2 separate regions of the Bos taurus genome follow, and region 1 is linked to region 2. Evidence: chromatin contacts called from public Hi-C data. All regions are on one chromosome and are shown on one strand. Each heading gives the region's core, a stretch centred on a gene start, on an enhancer-like site or on the middle of the called end of the contact. The rest is flanking DNA. Distances are from core to core; before and after follow the strand shown. Region 1 holds the start of SCOC (short coiled-coil protein). Region 2 holds the start of MGAT4D (MGAT4 family member D).

Region 1 (7,074 bases), core at 2,424-4,923, 130 kb before region 2:
TCTATATTCTTTCCAACTGCTTGTTTTGAGTTTAATTTGTCCTTCTTTTCCTAATTTTTTCAAGTGAACACTTAGATTCTTATTTTGAGACCTCCCTTGTTTTCTCATATAAGCATTTAATGGTAAGGAAATATCACAAAGCACTGCTTTCATTGCATCTCATAAATTTGACATGTTTACATTTTAATTAAAAATATTTTCTAATTTCTCTTGTGACTTCTCTTGTGACTCACATTTTGTTTAGAAGCATGTAGTTTAATTTCCAATTACTTGGGTTTTTTAAAAATATCTTTTTGTTATTGATTTCTAGTTTAATTTCTTTGGGGGCAGAGAAAATATTTTGTCATGACTTTAATCATTTAAACTTTGTTGAGGTTGTTTTATGGTCCATTTTGGTGAATATTCCATGTGCACTTAAAAAGAAGACATGTGTCCTAGTTATTGGGTGGAATGTTCTAGAAATGTCAAATAGGTTAAATATATTGATAGAATTTTCATTCAGGTCTTCTATATCAATAGATCCCACTCTGTTGAAACCACCTTTGTAAATTCCAAAAGTATTAATGCCAGTATCCCACCTTAAAGACTAAAATTTTAATAAGGGTGGGATGTATCATTTGATAACTCTTGCTCTTTGAAGTCATTAGGAGATTTCCACGTGACTCTAATGTGAAGGTAAGCTTCAGACCTGGATCTGTATCCTTATAGATTTTCTGTACATTTGTTTTACAAATTACAGAGAGTGAAGCCATGAACTTTCCAACTACTGTTGTGGGCTAGTTTCTTATTTCAGTTCTATCCGTTTTTCCTTCAGTACCATTTTGTAGCTGTTAGGATTTGTATCTTTTTAATGAACTGATCCACTGATCCCTTTATCTTGTTTTAATATCAATCTCCCTGGTACTAGTGAAGGTAAACATTAAAAAAAAAAATCTTTCTGACCACTAAGTTTTCCTCTTCTGTGAGTTGCCTGTTTATGTTATTTGAATATATTTTTTATCTTTGTTGAGATTCTTTATATTTTCAGAACTTTATTCTTTCAGTCTGTGGCTTGTTTTTAACTTTATTTAAAATGTCTTCTTGTCTGTGTATAAAACAATCAAAATTTAAAATCTTTCCTAACGAATGGTACTGTTTTGTCTGGTTTAACAAATTCCTCCTTACAGTGATGTCATAAAGATACCTGTTTTTTCCTAAAAGTTCAGAATACATATTTACTTCACACTGCATATTTATTTCATTTGTAATTCAATTTTATTTGTGGTGTGAAATCAGGATCTAACCTCATATTTTTATATGAATAGCCAGTTTAACTAAAACCACCATAATCTGTCTTTTCTATAGGATATTAACAAAGTTATTGTGCCAATTTTACTATGAAGAAGAGGAAACAATAGTTTTTCCCACAACTTCACTAACATTTCTTCCTTACCAAACACCTTTATTGGATACCAACTTCCAGCTACAGGCACTTGCCTTTCTAACTTTCTTTATGTCTGTCCTTGTGTTAATACTGCACTTTAAAAAGTTGCTTTTAAAATAGAATTTCAATATGATCTAGCAAGTCCACTTGTTATATACTCAAGAGAACTGAAAGTAGAGTATCAAAGAGATATTTGCATATATTGCATTCAAAGCAGCATTCATAATAGCTAAAAGTTATAAACAACTCAAGTGTCCACTGAAGGATGAATGGATAAAATGTGGTATACACATACAGTGAACTAATATTCAACCTTAAAGAAGAAATTCTAATACAACATGGATAAACTTTGAGGATGTTATGCTAAGCAAAATAGGTTAGTCACAAAAGACAAATACTGTATGATTCCACTTAAATAAGGTGCCTAAAATAGTCAATTGATAGAGACAGAAAGAGTGATGCTAGGGGCTAGCAGTAGAGGTGAAGTGGGGAGTTGTTGTTTAATGGGCACAGAGTCTCAGTTTTGAAAGATGAACAAAGTTCTGGGAATTGGTTGCACAATGAGAATATACTTAGCACTACTGAACTGTACACTTTAAAACAGTTATTTACATGGTAAATCTTTTATGTATGTTTTACCCTATTTAAAACCAAAAGAAAAAACACCCCCCAAACCTGTTCATCTAGGGGGGTAAAAATCTGCTTTTAATAGTTCTCATAGTCTTCGGTGTTCTGCAGTTTCACCATAATGTATCCAGGTATGGAATTCCTGCTCAAGAATAAGTGTTCTTGAATCTAACTCAACTACTCCATAACCCGGAAAAATTCTTAGTTATTATTCTTTGAATGCTGCCCACACCCATCCTCTCTAGCCTCTCATTTTGACACTATTAGACTTACGTTGAACCTTTCTTATTTCCCATTTACTTAGTTCCTGCACTGAAGTCTAGTAAATTTTCCTCATGGTGTCCATCTTAGTTCCAGTGGAAGGTATAGTTCTCCAACACTGAATGGAAAATTTTTTTAATATATTCCTTAAAGGAAATAAGGCTCAAGGTCAGCAAACTGTGCTAGAAGTAAAAAGTTAAGAAACCAAGTAGATGTAAGGCTCACCTCTACAACTCAGGAGAAAGTGTCAACGCCGAAACAATAACAAATGTTAAAAACAAGCAGGATATGGTTTTTAGTCTATGGGAACTCAAACAGAATTTGTATCCTACTGTTGTGTGAAAATTGTATAAATCATTATGTTTAATTGGTTCATAGTGCTTCTCAGGCCTACTATATCCTTCTATTTTTCTGTCTATTCATTGTTAACTTTTGAGAGTTTGATATTGAAACTCCAACCAAAAATTTTAATTCATCTACTTAAAAAATCATTGCAATATATAGTGGAACTATATATTACTTTGTTCTGTATTTTCCCAGTATCCTGTAAATGTGTTATCATACTTTCATTCATAACTTAAGAAAAATAAAAAATTAAACAATAAACACATTTGAATTGGAAAAACAATAACGACAAAACAGGATGCTGCTTTGTGTCAGGTGCTGGGTATGTGTGATTGGTATCAAGTCGGTAACATTATATCCCAAAGGCTCGCACACAGCATTTCATACTTTGTCTATGACCTTGAGCAGGACATTAGTTTACTCTTAAGCTTCTTTCTGTGGGTTGCTGGGAGGATCAAATATTATAAAGTGAGCAAAAGTGCTCTATACCAAAGTAGTATTAAGGTATTTTCTCAATTCTAAAATATTATTAAGTGGTCGGGCGCACTAATGGATTTTAAATGGGGGAAGATACGAAGATGACTTATCCATTAGAGTTACACTTAAAGAGCTTTCAGATTTGGAAAATTAAAAATATGGCAAAGTCTGCTTTTAGAATTGAAAACCACCGTACTTTCTCTGCTATTATGTCCAGACATGCCCTTGTCTTAAATTTGAAGGATTTCTCTCTCTGGCGCAGAGTTCAGTTTTACCGACCTCATTCCTGACAGCTGTCAGAATTTACCACAGATTTCTTGACCCCATTTTCAGGGACCTGCTGAGACTTGAGAAGCTACCTCTATCGGACAGGCTTTCACACGCTTACCTTAGCTAATGTACTGTCATTGGCTGTTGCTCTTCCCGGACCCGCCTACAACGATCTCAACTCTGATTGGATACCACTGTCCTGTCCTTTTGTTATGGCAAAAGGTGGATCTGAGGCTTTGGGATAGGACGATTGGGGCGTCGGGAAGCTAATGCGCAGGCGTGTTTTCTTGAGTGGTGATTGGCTGGCAACAGGGCAGGCAGGGGCGGGACTCCTGGCTCGGCGCACGCTCTGTGGGCGGAAAGGGTGGGGCTGCCGGTGCCAGTTGGTCCAAGTGTTCAGGCCTGAGGCGTCTTACCGAGCCCTCCCCCTGCCGGCGCCTCAGAAGGCAGGTGAGGGTTGTCGTGGACCTCGAAGGGCCCGGCTTCGGCGGCTGGAATTGCGGCCTCTATACTGCTGAGGGCCTGGAGGGCGGGGTGGGCTGGACGCTGGCCGGCGCATCGGGGACCGGGGAAGAGCGCCTAGGCATTTGATGGGCGGCTGAGGCCTGGCTCCCCGGAGAACTCCTGCGCAACCTCTCTTTCTCATCCTCTCAGTACTGGGCCCAGAGGTTCCTTTGTGGAGGGTCGCCGGCGGTCCTTCGCGCGGGCTTGCTGTCGCCTTGTCCCCGCCGCTCCGGAGTCTAAGGACTCTGTCCAGCCCTGAAATGGGACTGTGGGAGGGAGTGTTCGGGTGGGATGGGACCTGGCTCGCCTGGACCTGCTGAGAACTCGGAGATGGGGGGAAAGGACGCCCAGGCGGGGAGGGAGGCAAGAGAGCGGTAAAACCAGGATTGGCGGCATCTTGTTAGGCTCTGAAAGTAGCTCTCGGTTTAGTTTCTCAATGACCATCTTTCTCAAGGTCTTCATGGACACATCTAGGGGAGTTAGGATTGGAGGAGAAACAAGGGACATCCCTGAAAGACAGGGTTTTGTTGTTTAATGTATCGATTCTGGTACTATGACGTAATAATATTAAGGACAGATGCTGTGTTTCCAACGCTGAATCTGTACCTGAGATAAAGCTATGCTTCTATATTCTGTGCCTGTACTCATTCATTGATTAAAGCCAGCATAGCTAGCCACTCTGGGGATCCCGTTTATGAGCAAATCCTTGTTTGGGCAATCAATCCCTTAATTTTGAAGAATTTAAAATTGGATTTATTTAACCAGAACAAGTCAGAATTTGAAGGTACCTGAAAAAACTTTGATAGTCGATGCAACTTGAAGGGTATGGAACTTACATTTAGGTTTTTAGATAGCAGAAATAGCAAGAAAATTTGACATTAAGGGTTGTAAAATGTTTTGCAAATTTAGATTAAGGCCATGTTAAAGTGCCTTCTGTTGTGTAATACAGGGATTTTATAGTTAGATCTGAGTTCAAATTCTTGATACAGACTTTGGCTGTAAAATCTAAGAAAAATACGTAGCCTTTCTGAGATTGTGTCCACATTTATAAATTGCCATGTCCTGTTGATTTGATGAACTAATAATATGTGTAAAACATTTAGTATATTAAAGCACAGTGACTTTTAGTAGTCTTGCTGCTGCTGCTGCTAAGTTACTTCAGTCGTGTTCGACTTTGTGCGACCCCGTAGACGGCAGCCCACTAGGCTCCCCCGTCCCTGGGATTCTCCAGGCAAGAATACTGGAGTAGGTTGCCATTTCCTTCTCCAATGCATGAAAGTGAAAAGTGAAAGTGAAGTCGCTCAGTCGTGTCTGACTCTTAGCGACCCCATGGACTGCAGCCCACCAGGCTCCTCCGTCCATGGGATTTTCCAGGCAAGAGTACTGGAGTGGGTTGCCACTGCCTTCTCCATTTCGTAGTCTTACTAGTTCATTAATAAATGGATCATAGATGATGACAATCAGTTTTAGATGTAGAAAAGTGAGTGGTTGTGGATATCAGAGAAAAGTCTCAAAAGCTCAGGTCTCAGATGTGAGCATACCAGTGGTGATGTGGGAAAAACTAGACTGGGACGTTGACTATATGTAGCCTTGGCTCTGTGTAACTACTACTATGATCGTGGGTACGCCATTATCATCTTGGCCCTGGCTTATTTGTGAAAATCAGATTTAGATTGTAGATTTTTTTTCTAAAATTCTTTTTGTGACTTGTATTAGAGCTAAAAGGCAGAGACGATACAGTTCAGTTCAGTCGCTCAGTCGCGTCCGACTCTTTGTGACCCCATGGACTGCAGCACGTCAGGCCTCCCTGTCCCATCCCCAGCTCCCAGAGCTTGCTCAAACTCATGTCCATCAAGTCGGTGATGCCATCCAACTGTCTCATCCTCTGTCGTCCCCTTCTCCTCCTGCCTTCAATCTTTCCCAACATCAGGGTCTTTTCAAATGAGTCAGTTCTTCACATCAAGTGGCCAAGTATTGGAGTTTCAGCTTCAGCATCAGTCCTTCCAATGAACATTCAGGACTGATTTCCTTTAGGATGGACTGGTTGGATCTCCTTGCAGTCCAAGGGACTCTCAAGAGTCTTCTTCAACACCACAGTTCAAAAGCATCAATTCTTTGGCGCTCAGCTTTAGCGTCTGCCTGCAATGTGGGAGACCCAGGTTCGACTCCTGGGTTGGGAAGATCCCCTGGAGAAGGAAATGGCAATCCACTCCAGCACTCTTGCCTGGAAAATCCCATGCACGGAGGAGCCTGATAGGCTGCAGTCCACGGGGTCGCAAAGAGTCGGACACGACTGAGTGACTTCACTTTGACTTTTCACTTTGTTTATAGTCCAACTCTCACATCCATACATGACCACTGGAAAAACCATAGCTTTGACTAGACGAACCTTTGTTGGCAATGTCTCTGCTTTTAATAGCTGTCTAGGTTGGTCATAACTTTTCTTCCAAGAAGCAAGCATCCTTTAATTTCATGGCTGCAGTCACCATCTGCAATGATTTTTGGAGCCAAAATAAAGTCTGTCACTGTTTCCCCATCTATTTGCCATGAAGTGATAGAACTGGATGCCATGATCTTAGTTTTCTGAATGTTGAGTTTTAAGCCAACTTTTTCAGTCTCCTCTTTCACTTTCATCAAGAGGCTCTTTAGTTCTTCACTTTCTGTCATAAGAGTGGTGTCATCTGCATATCTGAGGTTATTGATATTTCTCCTGGCAATCTTGATTCCAGCTTGTGCTTCATCCAGCCCAGGGTTTCTCATGATGTATTCTGCATATAAGTTAAATAAGCAGGGTGACAATATACAGCCTTGAGGTACTCCTTTCCCTATTTGGAACCAGTCTGTTGTTCCCTGTCCAGTGCTGTTGCTTCCTGACTTGCATACGGATTTCTCAAGAGGCAGGTCAGGTGGTCTGGTATTCCCATCTCTTTAAGAATTTCCCAGAGTTTGTTGTGGTCCACACAGTTAAAGGCTTTGGCATAGTCAATAAAGCAGATGTAGATGTTTTTCTGGAACTCTCTTGCTTTTTCCATGATCCAGCAGATATTGGCAATTTGATCTCTGGTTCCTCTGCCTTTTCTAAATCCAGCTTGACCATCTGGAAGTTCATGGTTCACATACTGTTGAAGCCTGGCTTGGAGAATTTTGAGCATTACTTTACTAGTGTG
Region 2 (7,235 bases), core at 4,306-6,805:
AAAAAAAAGTACAAATCAACTCACTTGCAAAACAAAAACAGACTCAGATATAGAAAACAAATTTATGGTTACCAAAGGGAAAAGGAGAGTGGTAATAAATTAGGAGTATGTGATTAATAGATACACACCACTAAATATAATAAACAACAAGGATTTACCATCTAGCACATGAAACCATATTCAGTATCTTGTAATAACCTATATGGAAAACAATCTGAAGCTGTATACCTGAAACTAACACAATATTGTAAATCAACAGTAGTCAAATAAATGTTAAAAAAAAGAAGACAGCATAGATGTCACAAAAAATATTGCAGTCAAAGTTTGTTGAACCTCTTATATAGTTTTTTAAAATACTTGGTACAACGGACACTTAATTTAAATCATGGTAACTACCTTGGTTATTTTGATTTTTTAAGATTTTTTAAATGTGGGCCATTTTTAAAGTCTTTATTGAATTTGTTAAAATATTGCTTCTGTTGTTTATGTTCTGGTTTTTTGACCCTGAAAGCTTATGGGATCTTAGCTCCTCGACCAGGAATCAAACCCACGCCCCCTGAATTGGAAAGTGAAGTCTTAACCAGTGGATCATCAGGGAAGTCCCAGCTGCTGCTGCTGCTGCTGCTGCTAAGTGGCTTCAGTCGTGTCCGACTCTGTGCGACCCCATAGAGGGCAGCCTACCAGGCTCCCCCGTCCCTGGGATTCTCCAGCTCCCTTGTTTAAATCATGATCACCAACAGTTATTTCCAAGGGTCTTTTCTTATGGACCACAGAGGATTAATAAAAAGCATTGGTGGAGATTAGCACTGCTGCTTGCATTATTTTCTAACGAGAGATGAGATTTCCTATGTCTTTCCTGAACCTGACACTGCCTGGTATTAACTACAAACGGAGGTCTGAGCAGTCCTCGGGGCTTTCCTTTTGTATGTTTAATTGAAAACACATAAAAGGGCAAATTTCTGTCTCTTAAAAGCAGAAATGGCTTTAAGCTAGTAGTGACAAGGCACTTCATCACATCTACTCTAATTAGAGATTTGGGCAATGGCAAGCACTGGATAGTTCCTACTTTATTTCTCCAGCTTCAGCCTCACTGTGATTCTGGTGCTGCCTACCGTAACACTTGGGCTTCCCAGGTGGGGCTAGTGGTAAAGAACCTGCCAATGCAGAAGACATAAGAGACATGGGTTCAATCCCTGGGTCAGGAAGATCCCCTGGAGGAGGGCATGGCAACCCACTCCAGTATTCTTGCCTGGAGAATCCCATGGACAGAGGAGCCCGGCGGGCTACAGTCCATGGGGTTGCAAAGAGTCAGACACAACTGATGTGACTGAGCATGTGCGCACACACCATAACATTTTCATTTGTCCCAAATTTCGATTTCGTACCTTAATATTGTCCTTCCATTCTCCTGATGATAATACAATACATTTTGCACCTCAGTTAGATGATCCCCCAAAGATTTTCCACTATCCTCTGCCACTCAACATCAACTGTATCATACAATCTTGGACCTCCTACCAGGGGTCAACTGAAGACTTCCTGACCCTCAAGTTAGTTGTGCTTTCCCCCCACAATCCTAATAGATGAAATAAAATAACTTCTCTGTGCTAAACACACCTTATTTCCCTCTTATCTTCAGCATCCTTAGCCCTAAACTCATCTAGGCTGGGATAACTGGAACAGACTTAGGTTAACTTAGGTGAGGTGGACACAGGAACTAGAGTAGGTTTCCCTGCTCCCAATCATTGTTAATGTGCCACCAAACTCTCTGTAGGGTCCCTGTCAAAATTCTTGCTTCTTTACTCCCCCTCATTCTTACCCTCTGTTTGTTTGGTTTTTGTTTTGTTTTATTTTTGGGTTTTTTTGGATCAAATAAATAGTTCTACCCAATTCAGTGTTTATTTGCTTTGTTCTGGTTACTATCTTTACCCCAGCCCACTACCTTAATTCTGCATAGCTTACATTTTCTTTTCATTGGTAAAGCCCATTACTAGAAGCTGTACACATTTACCTTGTAATTCTGTGTATTGCCTTGGGCTTCCATTAAAAGAATTATATGGGGAATTCACACACAGGGGGTCCCCTAAGCACAGTGTCTAACATAGTTTCAGGGAAGTGCAACACAAATCAGCATAAAACCAATCAGGGTTGTCACTGAACATAACATTTAAAAATTTTTTTTTATTGGAGGATATGGCAACCCACTCCAGTATTCTTGCCTGGAGAATCCCATGAACGGAGGAGCCTGGTGGGCTACAGTCCATGGGGTCGCAAAGAGTCGGACACGACTGAGCGACTTCACTTTCACTTTCAGCTGCTTTACAGTGTTGTGCTAGTTTCTGCTGTACAACATCACATATGAGTCATAACTATGTGTGTGTATATATATGTATCCCTTCCCTCTTGAGCCCCCATCCCACCCCTCTAGGTCATCACAGAGCACCAGGCTGGGCCCCCTGTGTTATACAGCGCCTTCCCTCTAGCTGTCTATTTTATACATGGTAGTGTATATATGTCAATGCTACTTTCTCAGTTCGTCCCACCCTCTCCTTTCCCTGCTGTGTCCCAAGTCCATTTTTTGTGTCTGTGTCTCCATTCCTTCCCTGTAAATAGGTTCATCAGTACTGTTTTTCTAGATTCCATATATAGGCTTTAATATACAAAATTTGTTTTTCTGACTTACTTCACCCTGAATAACAGGCTCTAGGTTCATCCACCTCATTACAATTAACTCAAATTCATTCCTTTTTATGGCTGAGTAACATTCCATTGTGTATATGTACCACAACTTCTTTATCCATTCATCTGTCGATTGTCCTTAACATTTTTAATGCGTCTAAGGAAGTAATCCATTTCACTGTTAGTGGAAGGAGAATATAGTTTTCCTTCTCAGTATAAACTTGCTGCATTCCAGAGTTCACACACTTCAAAAGACTTGATGTTTTATTTGTGTCATCTATGGATCGGGGGCTTCCCTGGTGGCGCTAGTGGTAAAGAACCCACCTGCCAATGCAGGAAACATAAGAGACTCGTGTTCAATCCCTGAGTCAGGAAGATTCCCTGGAGGAGGGCATGGCAACCCACTCCAGTGTTCTTGCCTGGAGAATCCCATGGACAGAGGAGGCTGGAGGGTTGCAGTCCATAGGGTTGCAAAGAGTGGGACACGACTGAAGTGACTTAGCACACACGGATGCACATGAATCAAACTGAACACCATAACAAATTGTTGATTAACAGTCATACCAAACAACTCTTCCCATTAAGCAGCTTCTAAATCAACAGTGCCTTGGCTGTTTAGTCTGAGAATCCAAGAAAGCAGAGATTCCTCAGTACTACTCAGAAATACAACCAAACTCCATTACACTATAGCCTTTGTTTTCCATGTAGGCATATCTAGTAAGACCTGGTCGAAATTTAGAAGTTAGTTCAGAGACCTAAGTAGGTCCTATCTTTTTGAAGACAGAATTCTAATCTTAGGATTTAACCATCATTTACCAGCCACATAGAAAAAGAAAGCCAAATAGAATAGGAGAGAGAGAAAGCCAGTCTTCCTTGAGGCACAGGACTGGTTTAACGTATCTGCTGCTGCTGCTAAGTCACTTCAGTCGTGTCTGACTCTGTGCGACCCCACAGACGGCAGCCCACCAGGCTCCGCCGTCCCTGGGATTCTCCAGGCAAGAACACTGGAGTGGGTTGCCATTGCCTTCTCCAATGCATGAAAGTGAAAAGTGAAAGTGAAGTCGCTCAGTCGTGTCTGACTCTTCACGACCCCATGGACTGCAGCCCACCAGGCTCCTCCATCCATGGGATTTTCCAGGCAAGAGTACTGGAGTGGGTTGCCATTGCCTTCTTACAAGCAAATGAATTTGTGGCAGACAAGGAAATCATATGCACAAGGCGTCATAATGGACAGTGATCCTACTTCCAATAAATCAGTTCAATCAACTTCCTGAGTTCTGACCAAACGGGTGAGCATTCTCCTCTCCCGGAGAAAAACCTGGATAGACATGGGCTAACAGGCAGCATGGAGACAATAAGAACAGTTCCTTTCTTGCCCCTCCCCCACTCAGTGTAGCACCTTGAAAAGGTAAAAGAATTACATAATTGTACTACAGAATTATCTCACTCTCTATTATATGAAGGTATTATGTAATACTAGACCCCTAAAATAGAAGTTTGTTTCTAGATCTTAAATTTGCCAGACTGGCTGTGTAACTTTGCCTTTTGAATATTTTTTATGTACAATAAAAAAATATTCATTGAGATGATCTTTAAGTTCCTTTCAAGATCTGAGTCTATGTTTTATCATTATAGTATACGTCCAGATTTCATTGCCAAGTTGGTTGCTTCTATGGGTCAGGGATGAGGACTTACGCACCCTTCACATGTCTACTGTTTTACAATTAGCGCCTTTTTGAAAAATGTGGTTGAGGTGTGGAAGAGTGTGTACCGCTGCTTCAATCTGTGTTAACAATGAGATGGAGGGAGGGAATATTATATATACCTGTCTCTCTCTCTCTCTCTCTCTCTATATATATATATGTATACACACACACACACACATTTTCATAGAATACCCCTGAAAGTATAAAAAACTAATACTGGTTGCTTTTGAGCAAGGGGTTGAGGGGCCAGGAGTTGTGCATGGGTGGGTAAAAGTCATTTTTCAATATAGGTTGTCCTTTGTACTTATATTTTACTCTCCCCCTGGTCTTTCTTCTCCAACCATACTGTCCTTTTGCTAGTCCTCCAACTTACAAAGTATGCTCCTGATTAAAGCCCTTCGCATTTGCTATTCTAGTGTCTAGAATACTCTTCCTCCAGATTCTCTCCCTGTCTTACTTCATTCAGATCACTACTCAAGTGGCACTGTAACACGGAGACTGCCCTGACTATACTGTATGTAAATACACTCCTTCCTTTCCCTAATACCCTTTTACTTTAGTACCACCTGACATACTAAATATTTGCATTTATTTGGTGTATGACTCCCTTTTGGAACACTGCCTGGTGCATAACAGCCAATCAACAGATTACTTGACTTAATGAATACATTGTCTGAGGTTGGGTTTAAAAAAAAATAATCATGTACATAAATTACTTTTTCAAGAAAAAACAAACACCAGTTACGGGATAAATGTCCTATTAATTGACGATTAGATATATATTATGAAAGGACAAGGTCTAAACTTCTTTACTCAGCATACAGGGCTCTCCTTATCTTCCTGCTAGTGGCCATGGGCAAGTCATTCAACATAAATTCCGTTTCCTCATCCATAAAGTGCTAATTACTTCACAGAGTTAAGACTAAATGTAGGTGAAAGTGCTTTTGTAACCTTGGCTCTATGAAAGTCACACAAAGCACATCGCTTCTCCAGTGCGCAACTGACCTGAAGTTGAAGGAGAGCGAAATCTTCAGAGCCCCTCCGACAAAGACCTATCTTTGACGCGGGACACGCCGCGAGGTAGCCGTTGTCAGGGCAACTGTCGGGCGTCTCCAGCCTCCGAGCACGCGCGACGGGGCCCCTCGGCGCGTCATTCTTTCAGAGGTCGCGATTGGTGGATTTCGGGCCAATCGGAGAAGCCGGTGGGACGGGCCGGGGACGAGCAGTGTCCCGGGGAAGGCGTTCCCACCGTCTCGCTCCCCGACTTCCGGGTCGCGGTGCTTGCAGGGAGCGCACGGCTAGTAGCGTCGTTTCCGTTGCCGGCAGTTTGCAGTTGGGGAAACCGAGGCAGCTCCAGCTCCTCCTAGTTCTTCCGCTCCCTTGAGGTGGCTGCTGTTTGTTTTCCTCTCGCCCGGTGCTGCTTGGGTGCGGCTTCGCTGGAGGCGCGCGAGCCCCGTGGCGCCCTGCGGAAAGTCCACTGGGCATCCGGGCCGGCGGGGCTTTGTGCGAGCCGTTCCCTCCCACTCGCGGGAAGGGCGCGAGCTGGATTCGGCCAGACTCCGGGAGGGGGGCTCGGCGGCGCAGCGACACCCCAAGGGCTGGGGAGCTCTGGCGCCTCGAGGCTGGCGTTCCCTCTGCTTGGCAGTTCGGCTTCTTTTGTTCTGATGAGCGCGGACCAGATGGATTCTTTTTAAAGTCACAGTTCAGCCCGTCTCTGATTGCACAGATTCTGCGCTGACTTGAGGGGATTTCGAATTTGACAATCCCTCGGGAGACTATGTATCGGTGGGAATATTTAAGCCAGGACGGAGATGAGCTTTTTCTTTAGTTTTTAAGTAACTCTTCCTGACTTGCATTTCCCCCACCCCGCTCCATGTTAAGAACCGAAGATTTTTTTTCTTAGGGCATAAAGATTAAGTTTTATCGAGGGTGTAGTTTATCACTCTTTTTAGTATTTCTGCCCTTCACCTGTTGAATGGAAAATCAGCAATTAGCCAGGGTGTGATCTACTCCGTGTTCAACTTTGTACTTCAATTTGTAAGCTATATGTAGTGTTTTTGTTTGCTGGGATCACCTGACTGGGACACATGTAACTGGGTTATCCACGGGGTTAAGAAGAGTTGTTCCTTATACAAACAATTCTCATGTATACTGTATTTGATTTAATCGTTGCTTAGCTGGGATTCTTTCGTTCTTGGCCTGTTGATCCCTATTCTCAAAGAATAAGAAATAGTGAACCGAGAGCTTGAATCTAGGTAAATAGTTTGATTTTTACAGTTGTTTAGAAGAGGTAAATAGACCTTTTGACCAGCATCATTTAATTAATATAAATGGCGTATATTACACCTGCCATTGTTTTCTTAGATGCCTAACACTACTATAAAACAGACATGATGGATTAACAATGTAATTTGGGATTCAATGAGTTGGATAAACTAATTTTTCCCTTTAAAAAAATCCAATTTAGGGTCATTAAACCTGTCATATATTTCCTTCTGCAGGGAAAAAAAAATGTTTATTGCTTTGTGGGAGTTCTTCTATGGGCACTTTTTTCGATTTTGGATGAAATGGCTCTTACGACAGATGACTGGAAAATGTGAATTGCAGCGAATTTTTGATACCTATGTAGGTGCACAAAGGACGCACAGGATAGGTAATGTTTTTCAAAAAAGAATGATTAAAAATGAACAAGATTCTGTTTTTCTCAGTACTGATCGTGACAGATGCTCTTGCATATCGTGATCAAATCACTTAATCTGTTTCATGATCTTTGAATCCTTCTCACTCTAAAACTGATTTTATGGAAAAAGAAACAATTATTTAATTCATCAGTAAATTTTAGATTATACT

The links. Hi-C and Micro-C count contacts between places; a contact is called where the count stands out from the background.
Region 1: a Hi-C map of skeletal muscle shows a contact between it and region 2, with 5 times the contacts expected there. The contact joins the promoter of SCOC here to the promoter of MGAT4D in region 2. A contact is called at or near these places in 2 of 11 Hi-C or Micro-C datasets (liver and skeletal muscle).

The regions. Positions count from the first base shown.
Region 1 is chr17:17,332,965-17,340,038 of ARS-UCD2.0, reverse strand. SCOC (short coiled-coil protein) reads left to right here and starts at 3,673. Exons shown (of 4, transcript NM_001191427.1): 1 at 3,673-3,853. The coding sequence starts at 3,673. It overlaps LOC107133280 (a long non-coding RNA gene), which reads right to left and starts at 3,600. Exons shown (of 6, transcript XR_003029988.2): 1 at 3,522-3,600.
Region 2 is chr17:17,202,363-17,209,597 of ARS-UCD2.0, reverse strand. It overlaps MGAT4D (MGAT4 family member D), which reads right to left and starts at 5,555. Exons shown (of 13, transcript XM_059876254.1): 1 at 5,391-5,555. It overlaps ELMOD2 (ELMO domain containing 2), which reads left to right and starts at 5,681. Exons shown (of 9, transcript NM_001075705.1): 1 at 5,681-5,770; 2 at 6,887-7,038. The coding sequence starts at 6,897. LOC132342583 (a long non-coding RNA gene) reads left to right here. Exons shown (of 2, transcript XR_009491005.1): 2 at 512-798.